Regions from separate parts of the Bos taurus genome. Here region 1 is linked to region 2. Evidence: chromatin contacts called from public Hi-C data. All regions are on one chromosome and are shown on one strand. Each heading gives the region's core, a stretch centred on a gene start, on an enhancer-like site or on the middle of the called end of the contact. The rest is flanking DNA. Distances are from core to core; before and after follow the strand shown. Region 1 holds the start of AHNAK (AHNAK nucleoprotein). Region 2 overlaps AHNAK (AHNAK nucleoprotein).

Region 1 (6,375 bases), core at 877-3,376, 37 kb after region 2:
AATGAGCTTCAGAAAGGAAGTGAGTGCCACACCCTGCCCCAGGGATTTCCCTCCTGGGGGCAGAAGAGACAGAGCACCAAAGGAGAATCTTACTCCCCGAATTTAGACCCAGCCCTGGTGAGGGGGCCCTAAAATGCCTTCCAATGCATCTTCAACCTCTCTCCTTTCCCCTGACTCCGTTGCCTTCTTCTATCACCCCAGCCCTCCAATGCATCACTGTGTTGCCCAAAATCAACCCAGTCTCTCTCACGTTCTAGGCTGTGCACCACAGGGCACACAATCCCTGCAGTCAGAGGCTGGATCCTAGTCGAGGAAACTGTTTCAGAACCCGGAGGTAACTCTCTGGGTCCCTTTTCCTGCAAAGGTCCAGGACCTGCGCTAAGGACCTCGCTGGCACGGGAGGATCCCACGGTGCCTTTTCAGAGATCCACTCCGCAGAACAGGGCACCCAGCAGCAGGCTCCCTGGGGGCACCTCACCACCTCCTGGGTGGCAGCCACGCCCTGCGACAGGCACACACGAGGCTCACAATTCTCTGGGGCCACAACGTGCAGAGGCGCCAGTGCCCTCCCCACGTAGTGCAGGGGTCCAGCTGGATGCCCCTTCTGCCCATTAGGCTCCCCTCCCACCCACGGGGCAGAGTCAGCCTTGCTCAGACCCACGTGTCCCTCGTGGCCAGCGACGCCAAAGGGCTGCGCCCCCGCATCCCGGGGCCCTGGCACTGCAGGGGGCACCGAGCCCGCCAGCGGAGGGCCAGCCCTCGCGCACTGCACACCCTCTCCCGGCATGGGAAAGCCTTATATAACACAGTTCTCCGAACACACCCTAAGCCCGGAGACTTTCCAACTCTCCAGCAGGACCTCGCCCCTCCGCCGTCGCCCCAAGAGCGCGCCGCGGGAGCGGAGGGGTCCGGGGAGGGGAGCTGAGCCCTCCTCCCCCTACGCCCGCCGGACTCCGGCCCCCGCCTCCCACACAAGCCCCGTCGCCCCCCTCCCCTTTACCCCTCGCCACTCCTCCCCGAGTTCTGGTTTGAATTAGTCACCGGCTCCAACCACCACATTCCTCAGGCTGCTGGCGCCGAGCCAGGCTCTGGGGCGGGGGCCATCCCGCCCGGACGGGTTTGGGAGTGGAGTTGGGGAGAGAGCGCCGCCTCTGAAGGGGAAGGGGCGGTCCCGAGGGCCGCGCCGCTGCACAGCCCCACTCCCCGCCCACCCCCAGTGCAAGAATCTCCCCAATTATGTCCCCCACCCCCACTCCCACCCGTCCCGCCGCGGGGCGCGCTGCAAACTTCCAGGCTCCGCCGCCCTAGAGGAAGAAGGGATTTTTTCTGGAGCTGGGAACACAGAGGGGCAAGACTAGGGCGGGGCAGCCGAAGGGAGGCTGAGGGGCCGCCGGGAGCCAGAAAGGGAGAGGCTGGTGGTGCAGAACTGGGTGGGGCCCGGAGGACTCGGGACGCGAAGTCAGGGGCGGAGGTGTGGGGCGCGGGGAGGGACGGCGGACGGGGTGCGCGGCGCGGGGGCGCAGGGGCGCCGGGAGGGGCCGAGGGGCCGCGCCGCGATCTCGGAAACTTCTCCAGTAAACACGGAATAGGCGCGGAGCAGCTCGCCGAGCCACCGCCCCATGGAGAAGGAGGGGGTGGGACGGGTTACTGGGCAAAGAACCGGAGCCCGGCCGTGCAGCAGGGACAACGATCAGCCCTCGAGAGACAGACGGACTGGAGCAAACCGCTCCTAGGAGGATTTTCCAACTTTGCCCGACTTGCGCCCCTTCCAACGCCCCAACTCCAGAGGCAGAGCTCCTTTTCCAGGACACCACGGTTGGCCTCCCCGTGGCGGCCCGGGACTGCCCACCTTGCTCCAAGTTGAGCCTTCACAGTGACACCCATCCAAAGAGCCTCGCCCAAGTCCTGCCACCCACCTCCCCTCCCGCGTTCCCGGCGTCGCGTTCCCCGATCGCGCCAAGGTGCGCCGGAGGCCCCTACCTGCGCGCTCAGCCCCAGGGCACAGCCATAGCCGGCGCGGAGCCCGAGGTCGCGGTGCTGCGGCTGTTGCAGGCGGCGAGCCCCGGTCGGGGCGGGTCCGGCAGGGCGGGCGGTGCAGTCCCCGCGGCGGAGCTGCTCCGAGTGGCCGGGCCCCTGCGCGCGGAGGCGGCTCTTGTAACTCCGGCTCCAGCGGGCGGGTCTGCCCCGAGCTGTGGGGAGAGGGCGGGGCCGGGCGGGGCCGGAGCTGGGCTGGGACGGGCGAGCCGGGCCGACCCTGCTGGGACCCGAGAGCGGGCTGCTGGGAGGGCACCGGGGCCGCGGGGACCCGGGGGCGCGGCACATCCGAGGTGCTGCCTTCCCCAGCCCCCATCCACTGCCCACCCCGGCCCCACCGGGCCTGGATTTGCCCCCTGACTTAGGCGGGTGGCTTCTTCTGCAAGAAACTCTTGGAAGCTGGACCTGCAAATCAGCCCATTTTGCAGGAAGGACCCAAGGGGTCCGGCGCCTGCAGGGGCTTGAGTGATTCAGCCGCGACCTCCAGCCTGAAGCGGACCTTTGAGTTTTCTCTCAACGCTGCCCACTACCCTTCTAATCCTAGGCCCCGGGTTCTTCACTTGGTTCTTCACGCAGCCGCGCCCACTTCTCGCCCTCCCTCTTTCTGGGCGCCCCTCAGCCCCTCCCCGCCCCCAGAACCGGCCTGGAGATGTTGGCCCCACCTGCTGGAGTCAGGGTCACCAGCGCCCCACGCGCCACCGTGCCTCTCTGGCCGCTGCAGCGACACGGGAGTCAGGCCCGCACCCCTTGCAGGATCAGAGTCCGCGCTGCCTGCCTCCCTGTCCCCCACTTTTCTCTATTTCTGCTCGGACCCCCTCCTCCACCGCCCCACTCCCCTGGACGCTGAGTTTCCAATTTTACAGCCATTTCCCACAGCCACTTCTAACTACACGGAGATTTTATTAAACGTTTAATGACGGGGTGCGGGGGGGCCTTCTGGCTTCACCCCCATGAATCCTCTTATCCTCTCTTTTGGATGACCACCCACTGCCCACGTGGAGCCAGTTTGTCTTTCCTCTGGAATGCTGGGGAAGTGAGACCCCAGGCTGGAGACCTGAGAAGACCTGGCCCGCTGTTCCATCCTGAGTGGGCTGGGGCTGAGACCAGCGGCCCTGTCCTCTGAAATGGCAAACATGTTTACAGGCTAAAAATACCCAACAGCCAACTCCGCTGCCAGCCCTGGGGGCTGTGTCCCAGGTCCAGTTACCGGCATAGGGTACAGGCGTGGGGGAGGGAAGACCCAGCCAAAGGAGCCACAGACAGGCAGGCAGGCAGATAATGGACACAGAAAGGTGGAGACACGTGTGTAGGCATTCAGACCGGCACAGACATGCAGAGACACATAGTCAAAGCACAGACTTGGGCACTGGCAATCTCTCATATTTTCTCTCTCTCTCTCTCTGTCTCTCTCTCTCTCTCTGTCTCTCTGTCTCTCTCTCTCTCTCTGTCTCTCTCTCTCTGTCTCTCTCTGTCTCTCTCTCTCTCTCTCTCTCTCTCTCTCTCTCTCGCACACACAGTGACTCAAACCTAGAGCAGAGGCAGTTCCACCACCTGTATCACAAGCACAGAATCAGAAACCCAGACTTTTAGAATCACTTCCACCTCCATTGTGGTCTGCTTCTCTTTCCCAGCACCTACCTTATTTAAAGAAAAAAAAAATTCAACTTTGGGATGCTTTAAAAAAATAAAACCAACAGCTAATTATTTCCGATATAAATTTTTTTAATTTTATTTCATATTAAATAACATGTATTCAGTTTTTTAAATATAGACCAAGAATACAGATAAAGTGGGCCGTGACCCTACAAATCTGATTAATCCTTGTTGCTGTTTCGGAGATAAAATCAATACCTCTATAGGGTGAAGGATGTCAGTACAGAAAAGCAGAACAGTAAAAAGTAGATGATTCCCTCCACCCCCAAGTTAGTCCCTCTCCCCCAAAATAACCACAGTTAACAGTTTATCAGAGGAGTATTAACTTTACGAAATGAATCATTTGGTTCCTTGAAAGTGTGAGGGTTTCCAGTGCATGTTAAAATGGGAGCTGATCGACAGGTTTTTCAGAAAGATAGCTACGATATGACATATGCCACAAAGATAGGGGTCTGCACAAAGGGCCATGGGAATTTAGAGGGAGGGGCTGAAACAGGAAAGGAAGAGTGTGGGAGGGTGTGAATATTGCGCCTTCGACTCAGCTGGGACTCCCTCAACCCCCCAGGAGTGAAAGAGCAGAGGCTGGTGTCCTGGGCTCAGAGCCAACTTATCAGCTCCATTGTTTGTTCTGGCCACCCTCTTGGTCAACAGAGAAGAAGGCAGGAGAGGCCGGTCTGGGGAGCAGCTGCAGAGCAGGGATTACTGTCCAGGTACTTGGTTCAGGGGCACGAGTGTCAGGATACCTGGTGGGAGGTGGTCCTGGGGAGTGGCTCCTCCCTGCTTCTAGGCTAGGAGGATACAGAAGGGGTAAACTAGACTCTGCCCCTAAAAAGCCATGACCCTATTTGCCACACCAAAGCTGGCAGGGAAAGGGAATATTTTCAACAGTCTTCAATGGTGCAACTGGAGACGCAACACTTTGAGAGATTTCTGCCACCCCTTCTCCTTCTGCCTACTGCTGTAGCCCCCGTCTTTCACCCCTCCTCCCCAAGAGCTACCTTCATGGTGATCTTGTCTGACACTGCTGTAGGCACCTCGTGTGTCAGCCCATTTAATCCTCACACGCAGGAAGGAAATGGTCTGGGAGAGGGGCAGTGATTTACCTAAAATCACATAACCTTCAGAAGCCGGACTCAAAGCTCCCATCCACATCTAAGCTCCAGGAGGGCAGGCATTGTTTGTTTCCTGCTGCGTACTCTATGTCTACAGCAGTGGCTGGCACCTAGCAATCACGCCAGAACACTTTGCTAAAAAAGTGAGTGAATGAATGAATGAATAAACTGCAGATATAACTGGCCCCAAAGCCCTTGTTCATCTTGTTTTTTTAAATAATTTTTTTGGCCATGCATGTAGGATCTTAGTTCCTTGACCAGGGATCGAACCTGCACTGCGCCCCTTGCATTGGAAGCTTGGAGTCTTAACCAATGGCCCACCAGAGAACTCCCCCCAAAGTTCCTGTTCTTTATACAACAGCATCCTGTACCCCACGAGGTTCCCCTCACTCTCAGCCCCCACATGTAGTTCTCTCATGCAGCTTTGCACAAACATTTACTGTGTCCAGCACTGGGCCAGGGGTAGGTGATGGTGGTGGTGGTGGTACAGGTAACGGAGTCCTTGACAAGATGGAATCCCTGCCCCCAGGTGCTTAGTCCAGAAGGATCTAGCCTCTGATGCTAAGCTACCTTGTACTGTGAGTCCCATGCTTTGGAAAAACTGGATGTCATTTTTTCTTCCAGATCTTTTACACCCATATCTTACTCCCCCCACAAAGACACACTATTTTTTAGTTAAAAGGAGTTCCCTCCGTCTGAACATTGTTTCAGATTTCCCCATCAAAGTAAGAGCTACCCAGTGATCTGAGAGGACTTCAGCCTTCCCGCTGGTCCTCCACTGCCCTTCAGAAGTGTCCCACACCACACAGTCCTCCAGACCCACTGGAAAAGCAAGGTCAGCTCTAGGACTCGTCATCACTGGGATACCCCAGCTTCACCAAAAGTGCCACTCCCTCCCCGGGGGTTCCCTGATTTGTAGGTAGTATGTGTGTGATGAACCCTGGGCTCCTGTGTTGCCAGGCAACGTGCCTCTGTTTTGTTCTTATTATGCCTGTTTCCATAGCAACCCCAAAGGGGCGCTCTGTGGGCAGGCCCTGTGCCAGGGGATTCCCCTTCCCTTCCCTTCTCCCCACAGTCCCCTTCTCTGAAATCAGTGCATGATGAGGAAGAAAAGATGCGATTGCTCTACGAGTCATCATGGCTTTTAAACTCTGATCCCAGGAAGGAAGTGAAAGGTGCAATCTGTTCTCAATCTCTTTGAAAGCAGACTTTTCGTCCAGTCGAGGGCCCTTTGGCATGTCAGCCTTAGGAGCACAGAAATTACTGTCACCCCTTTTTTGAGTCACAGGGCATTTCCCAGACCCCCCTCTCCACCCTATACAACACACCAGCTCAGACATGAGCATCCCTGCCAAGCACCAGGCCCTTCTCCATTCACTTTCAATTCTTTGAAAAATATATATTTATTTGGCTGCACCAGATCTTAGTTTTGGCATGTGAGATCTAGTTCCCTGATCAGGGGTCGAAGCCGGGCCCCCTGCATTGGGAGATCAGAGTCTTAGCCACTGGATCACCAGGGAAGTCTCTCACTTTTGATTCCTAATCTATCATCTTCCCCAATGGAGCAGCAAGTTTA
Region 2 (6,429 bases), core at 2,206-4,705:
CCTGGAGGAGCCTTTAGGTGCATCTCTGGCATCTTAAATTTGGGCCCCTTCAATTTCCCCTCTGAACCTTCAATGTTAATATCAGGAGGTGGCCAGACAAGCAACCAGTTACTGACGATCTAATACAAATTGTGCTGAGAACAGGAAAGTACAGAGCAACATGGGCACACAGACCATAGGAGGATGTGGCGTGGAGGGGCCTTTGTGTGTTCGGGGAAGAAGACTTCTAGGAGGAAATTCCCTAAGCTGAAACTCTGAAGCATTGAGGAAGAGAAGTCTGTTGAAAGCCAAGAGGTTAGAGCGTGCAGGGGATGAAAGAGCTGGGTGTGGCTGGAGAGGCCGGCCAGAGGCTGCCTCGGCTGACAATGACCAGAGTCAAAAATCGGGGAGCACTGGAGCACTCCCTGGGGCCTTGGGTGGAGCAGGAAAGGCTGAGCCACACCCGGAGCCCCCTCCAAGACCTTTTCTTCCCTGTGTGAACCCACATGCTGTCTCAATAAAGCATCCCTCACCAAACGCCCGTGAACACAAAGCAACCAAAGGGCCAATTCGAGTCGGAGCAAAGCGAATGGGAGACACGCCCCACTCCCCATGGTTTCTCCTGGGCTTATTTTGGCCTCCAGAAAAGCCCTATCAAAGGTTCTCCGTGATCACATAACAAGAACAGGGCAAGCAGCCTTTGAGGAACACACAGAATCCAACGGTTTCCCCTTTAAAAAATGGAAAACACCAAAAGCGTGTGTGGGTCCAACGTGCAGTGAGGGCCATTTCCCCGGGTTGCTGGCAAGGTTTGGAATCACCATCCAGTGGCGAGAACCTCTGTTAGTCCAAGGTGTTTATTTCCTTTTTGATAAACAGTATGTGTAATTTCCCATTTTTAGGGACAATAATTACTTCAAACAAAGGGCAGTTCCCAAAAACAGTATTTAGAGGGACTGGTTCTCCTCCATAAGAGGATTGCAGCACAATTTTTTTTTTTTAATTAAAAGAAGCAATAAAATTTTAAAGCCCTTAGCTAAAAGCATTCGTCTCTTAGATACTATTCAAGAAACAAGTAACTTTTGGAATACGGAAGTGTTAGAATAGAGGAAGGGAAGCAAAAAGCCACCTCCTCCCCTCCAGTCCTCCTGGACCACCAACTCTAACCCCAGCCATACATGGCACTGGCAGTACTCACCTGGCACACCTCCCTCCTGCAGCTAAATTCCTAGAATTTATTTTCTAGGAATTTAGACAATCCACAGCGGCTGCCTCCACACTCTCACTTGACCTCCCTAATCTGCCTGAAGGGCCCACTTGAAATTCAAGTTGTAAGTGAACTTGCACTCTTACAAGCAGAAAAGGCCCCTGGCATTATCCTCTCCTCCCTGCTCACATTCCAGCCCTCCCCACTGCGTGCCCACTAAGCCAGAGATTAGAGGCCAGCATCCAGCCCTGTGCCCTGGAGGAGACCACACTCCCAGATAAAACCCACTGGGCACTGGCTGGAAAGCCAGAGGTAGTCAAAAGCCTTCTCCCTCACCTGGATTGGAGTGGGGCACCTTAAGACAAGCAGGGGATGGGAATCCCTGGTGGTCCAGTGGTTAAACACAGTGAATGCAACCATAAAACTAAAAGACGCTTGCTCCCTGGAAGAAAAACCATGACAAACCTAGGAAGCATATTAAAAAGCAGAGACATCAATTAGCTGATACAGGTCCATATAATAAAAGCTATGGTTTTTCCAGGAGTCACATAAGGATGTGAGAGTTGGACCATAAAGAAGGCTGAGCAATGAAGAATTGATGCTTTCAAACTGTGGTGCTGGAGAAGACTCTTGAGAGTCCCTTGGACTGCAAGGAGATCAAACCAGTCAATTCTAAAGGAAATCAACCTTGAATTATTCATTGAAAGGACTGATGCTGAAGCTCCAATACTTTGGCCACTTGATGTGAAGAGCTGACTCACTGGAAAAGACCCTGATGCTGGGAAAGATTAAGGGCAGGAGGAGTAGGGGGGGACAGAGGATAAGATAAGTTGGATGGCATCACCGACTCAACCAACATGAGTTTGAGCAGTCTCCAGGAGATAGTGAAGGACAGGAAAGCCTGGCATGCTGCGGTCCATGGGGTTGCAAAGAGTTGGACAGGACTGAGCAACTGAATAACAACAACCAGTGTTTAAGATTCTGAGCTTCCACTGGTCTGGGCCCCACAAGCCATGGGGTGTGGTCAAACAAAACAAAAAAGGCAGCAGGCAGGGGTCAAACTCCAGGTTACAGGCGAGAAGCCACGTCAGGCCCCTGGGGGAGAAAGTAAGGCGGGCACGCGGGCACCTACTGGCGTTGTTTGTGAGGCTTTGCTAAAAGGCTCTCCTCTCCCAAAATACTCAGAGCTGACCTGCCCAAAGGCCTGAAATAACCACCCAGACGGACCCACCCCTCAGGGCCCCAAAGTCCTCTTTTTACATGTAAATATCCCGAAGTATTAACATACAGGGCCCTGGCTCTCCGCAGCGCAGGAGTTTCTCAGAGCACAAAGCTGTCGATTGACTATGGGAAAAGCCTGTGTCCCCGCAAGGCTTCGGGCTTAGGGACCCACCAGGGAGAGGGGGCTAGCTCCTGCGGCCACGCCCTTCCTGGGAAGTGTTACTGGCCTCCAGCAGCTTTCCGAAGCCTCCCACCCCCTCACTTTCTTCCCCACCTCTTCCCTGCCCGCGGTGCCCCGCGCCCGACCCTCCTCATCCAAACCTAGGCTGGGGGCTCACAGTAGCCTAGAGGTGGCTAAAAATCTGCCTGGCAACAAGTAACGAGAACAGGATACAGCCTGGCGATTGGCTGCTCCGTCGAAGGGGGCGTGGCGTCAGAGGCTCCCTAGAAACTGCCCTCCGCCCTCCTCTAGGGTGCCTCACTCCCTCGCTCCCTCTCATTTCTCCCGGACCGCGGGTCTCGGCGTGGTTCTCTCGCTCCTTGGACGCTAGCGGCCTCATGACTACATTATGGGGAGCTTAGGGGTGTCATCTAGTTTCTGGTTGGAGTGGAAGAACCTGACATTGCAAGGGTGCTGTTTTATTTAGGTCGTAAATTCATTTGAGGCGCTAGGAGGGACTTAGAGAGATGGGGAGCAGGGCTAAAATCCCCCCAAAGCCCTTTGGCACAGTCCCTGCTCCCTGTAAAGCCTCTCTTCTTTCCTTCCGTCACCACGCCCTGTCACGTTCCCAGCTGCTCGTTCCAAACCTCCCCATTTTCCGCTCCTCTCTTCCTGGGGCTTCGCTCCACCCCTACTGGCTTCTCCCTCCCGGCCCCCACCGCCCGCCACGCCGCCCTATCCACCTCTATCCTCTCCCGGGCTCGCGCTTCTATTTCCCTTATAGATTGCTTTTTGCTTCCTTCTTCCCTCGGACCCCCAGAGTCTCCACAGTAAAGAGCGAGTGGTCCAACCTCAAGGAGGCTCCAGTTCCTTCGCATTCCGTTTGGGTGGGGCGCCGGTGGTGGGTGGGTGGGACTGAGCAAGTCCTTGGCTCACTCCCATAACAGATGACCGTTAGCGAGTTCTCAGGCTGGGCTCCAGAGTCTCAGCCTTGGAGCCTAGGAAGCTGGCAGGAAAAGGAATAAGGAAGGCTGTCCACTTTGGGAGCCACTATCCAGGTGGTGCAGTGGTAAAGAATCCGCCGGCCAATGCAGGATTGGGAAGATCCCCTGGAGTGGGAAATGGCAACCCACTCCAGTATTCTTGCCTGGAAAATCCCATGGACAAAGGAGCCTGGTGGGCTACAGTCCGCTGGGTCCCAAAGAGTTGGACACAACTGAATACACACACCCACGTCCTGCCCAAAACTACTCTCTGGAGTCCCCTCATGCTCTCAGGCCCTCCCCCAGAGATGTGCCCAACAGGCCTCAGCTGGCCTGCATTCCCACAGCTGGGGGCAACCCTTCCACTGGAGAGGGTGGTGGAAGGGGCCTCCAGGCTGCCTGGACTGTGGTCAGGGACAGTGGGTGGGGCCAGTTACAATGCAAACACTTTGATTGTGGACTCTCCCTTGTTTATTATCATCCAGAAGAGTGAATACTCTGAATACTCCAAAGGGGAAAAGACCTAGGGTAATAGTGGGTGGGAGGGGTTGGCAGCTGCTGAGGAGGCTGAACCCAGACCAAGAGTTCACTTTTTTTGAAGCCTGGAGCCTCCCCTTACTCCCTAGATGAATAACAGCCTTTTCTGGGCTGGACCAGAAACCAACCAAGCTGCCCGGAGTTCTCCAGTTTCTGCCACTCACTAGCTGTGTGACCCTGAAAATAATTGCTTAAACTCTCTGAGCCTTAGTTTCGATGTGAGGAAAACAATACCCACCTTAGAGGGATGTTGCAGAAATCAAAAGAGATAAAGCATATACAGTACATATACAGTGCCTAACACAAAGTAAGTATTCCATAGAAATGGCTGACACTTCCAGTATTTACTATATGCCAAGCACCTTATATGTGTCAACTTACATCATCCTCACAAGAAAGCTATAAGAGAGATAACATATTATTGCCATTTTATAGATAAGAGAACTGAGGCACAGAGAGTTGTAGTAATTTGCCCAAGATCACACAGCTAGGAAGCAGCAGAACTGAGAGCTATCATTATCATCATTATTATTCCTCTACTAGACTGCAGGTTCCTTTGAGGAAAAGGGCTTTGCACACAGTATTTAGGTGACTCAGAGATAAAGAACCCACCTGCAGTGCAGGAGCTGCAGGAGACCAGGGTTCAGCCCCTGGGTCAGGAATATCCCTTGGAAGAGAACATGCCAACCACTCTAGTATTCTTGCCTGGGAAATCCCATGGACAGAGGTGCCTCGCGGGCTGCAGTCCATGGGGTCGCAAAGAGTAATGACTGGAGCGACTAAGCACAGGGAGAAGCCAGCATGAAATCTCAGGAGAGGGGCACCTTGTGGACCAGCAGGTCCCCTGTCCCTAGAGAAGGTCTTTTCATCCTTAACTCTTTCTGATACTTGGCCTCACTGCTGGCAAGTTTTTCCATGAAGGCCAGGCCTCAAGTTTGTGGTGGAAAACAACAGAGGGTTTTAAAGGGAACTGAAATCACCGTGCTCAGCAGAATGTTCCCCACACATGTCCTGCGGCCCATGCAGGGCAGAGCCTCTGCTGGGATCGGTCAGCCCTGGGAATCAAATGCCTGACACCCGGCCATTCAGAGGCTGGTAAACACTCTGGCATTCCCACCCCATGGCAAGCATTCATGCACCGAATTCTTTGTCCTTGGGAGGACGGACAGAGAGCTGCTCTGTGCTGCGGAGCCCGAAGCCAGAACTCCGGTTTCCAAACCCCAGCCAGAGAGCCCGCCAAGGCCGAGGCGTGCAGGCCACCAGCTCTTTCAAGCACGCTTGCAAAATAAACTTGCCCAAACTTGGACTTCTTTCTTGAAAACTTGGGTTTACTTGTTAATTCCAAAGGGGGAAAAATGCATGGTACTGTTACAATGGAGAAACTAGGCAATTTCCTCCTTCATCAAGGGACCCGAGTCCTGAGGGTCCTGAGCGGGGATCTCACTCCACTTCTGTGCGCTCCCTGCCCCAGAAGGCAAAACCTGAACCAAAGCGTGAAGAAATGTCCTCAGACAAACCCACATTGGGGACGTTTCTGCAAAACAACTGGCCCCTTACACTTCAAAAATCAGTGTCCAAACGACAACAAAAAGCGGAGGAACTGTTCCAGGTTGAAGAAACTAAAGAGACCATGGCAATTATATGCCATGTGGGATCATGGATGGTTGGGGCCTCACTGGGAAAATAGACATTGCTGGAAGGAAATTGTAATCATTGAGGCAACTGGCAAAATTTAAACATGGGCAATATGTCAGATAATAGTAGCAATGCTTAGTTTCCTAAATTTGGCTCTGATACTGTTATGTAAGAGAATGTCCATACATGCTGAAGGGCTTAGGAATCAAGGATCATGGTGTTTGCAATTCACTTTCAAATGAGTCAGCAGATACAATGATAATTATAACATCTAAAGAGAGAGAGAGAGAGAGATTAAAACCAACAAGGTGAAACTGGGAAATTAAGTGAAAGTTATATGGATATATTTGTGTGTGTGTGTGGCTGCACTGTGCCATGTGGGATCTTTAGTTCCCCCAACCAGGAATCAAAACCATGTCCCCTGCAGTGGAAGCCCAGAGTCTTAACCACTGGACGGCCAGGGAAGTCTCAGTTATATGGATATTCACTGTGTCATTCTTGCAATTTCTGTATAGGTTTAAAGTGAATAAATCCACTTAAAAAAAAATCAGTCACATGCTTAGCTGCACCTCTCACATCACAGCTAAAGCGCAATGCCAGAGAGCTAAGACGGGACTCAAGAAACGAGACACATGTGCCAGCAACATGCAGAGTCTTGGGGGTGCAGTACTTTGGCTTTGGGACACTGGAAACATAGCAGTATTTCA

Evidence for each region. Hi-C and Micro-C count contacts between places; a contact is called where the count stands out from the background.
Region 1: a Hi-C map of skeletal muscle shows a contact between it and region 2, with 2.2 times the contacts expected there. The contact joins the promoter of AHNAK here to the enhancer-like site in region 2. A contact is called at or near these places in 3 of 11 Hi-C or Micro-C datasets (liver and skeletal muscle).

What each region holds. Positions count from the first base shown.
Region 1 is chr29:40,905,349-40,911,723 of ARS-UCD2.0, forward strand. AHNAK (AHNAK nucleoprotein) reads right to left here and starts at 2,127. Exons shown (of 6, transcript XM_024987677.2): 1 at 1,981-2,127. It also overlaps a transcript of CSKMT not described here.
Region 2 is chr29:40,867,341-40,873,769 of ARS-UCD2.0, forward strand. The region is part of intron 4 of AHNAK (AHNAK nucleoprotein); the gene reads right to left. It also overlaps a transcript of CSKMT not described here. Among named protein-coding and RNA genes, the nearest start is that of AHNAK, 37 kb to the right of the region's middle. Within about 2 kb of position 3,456, at least 92 of the 102 cell types and tissues checked have an H3K27ac peak or open chromatin away from gene starts, as enhancers often do. A contact at or near this core is called in liver and skeletal muscle, where this site is marked.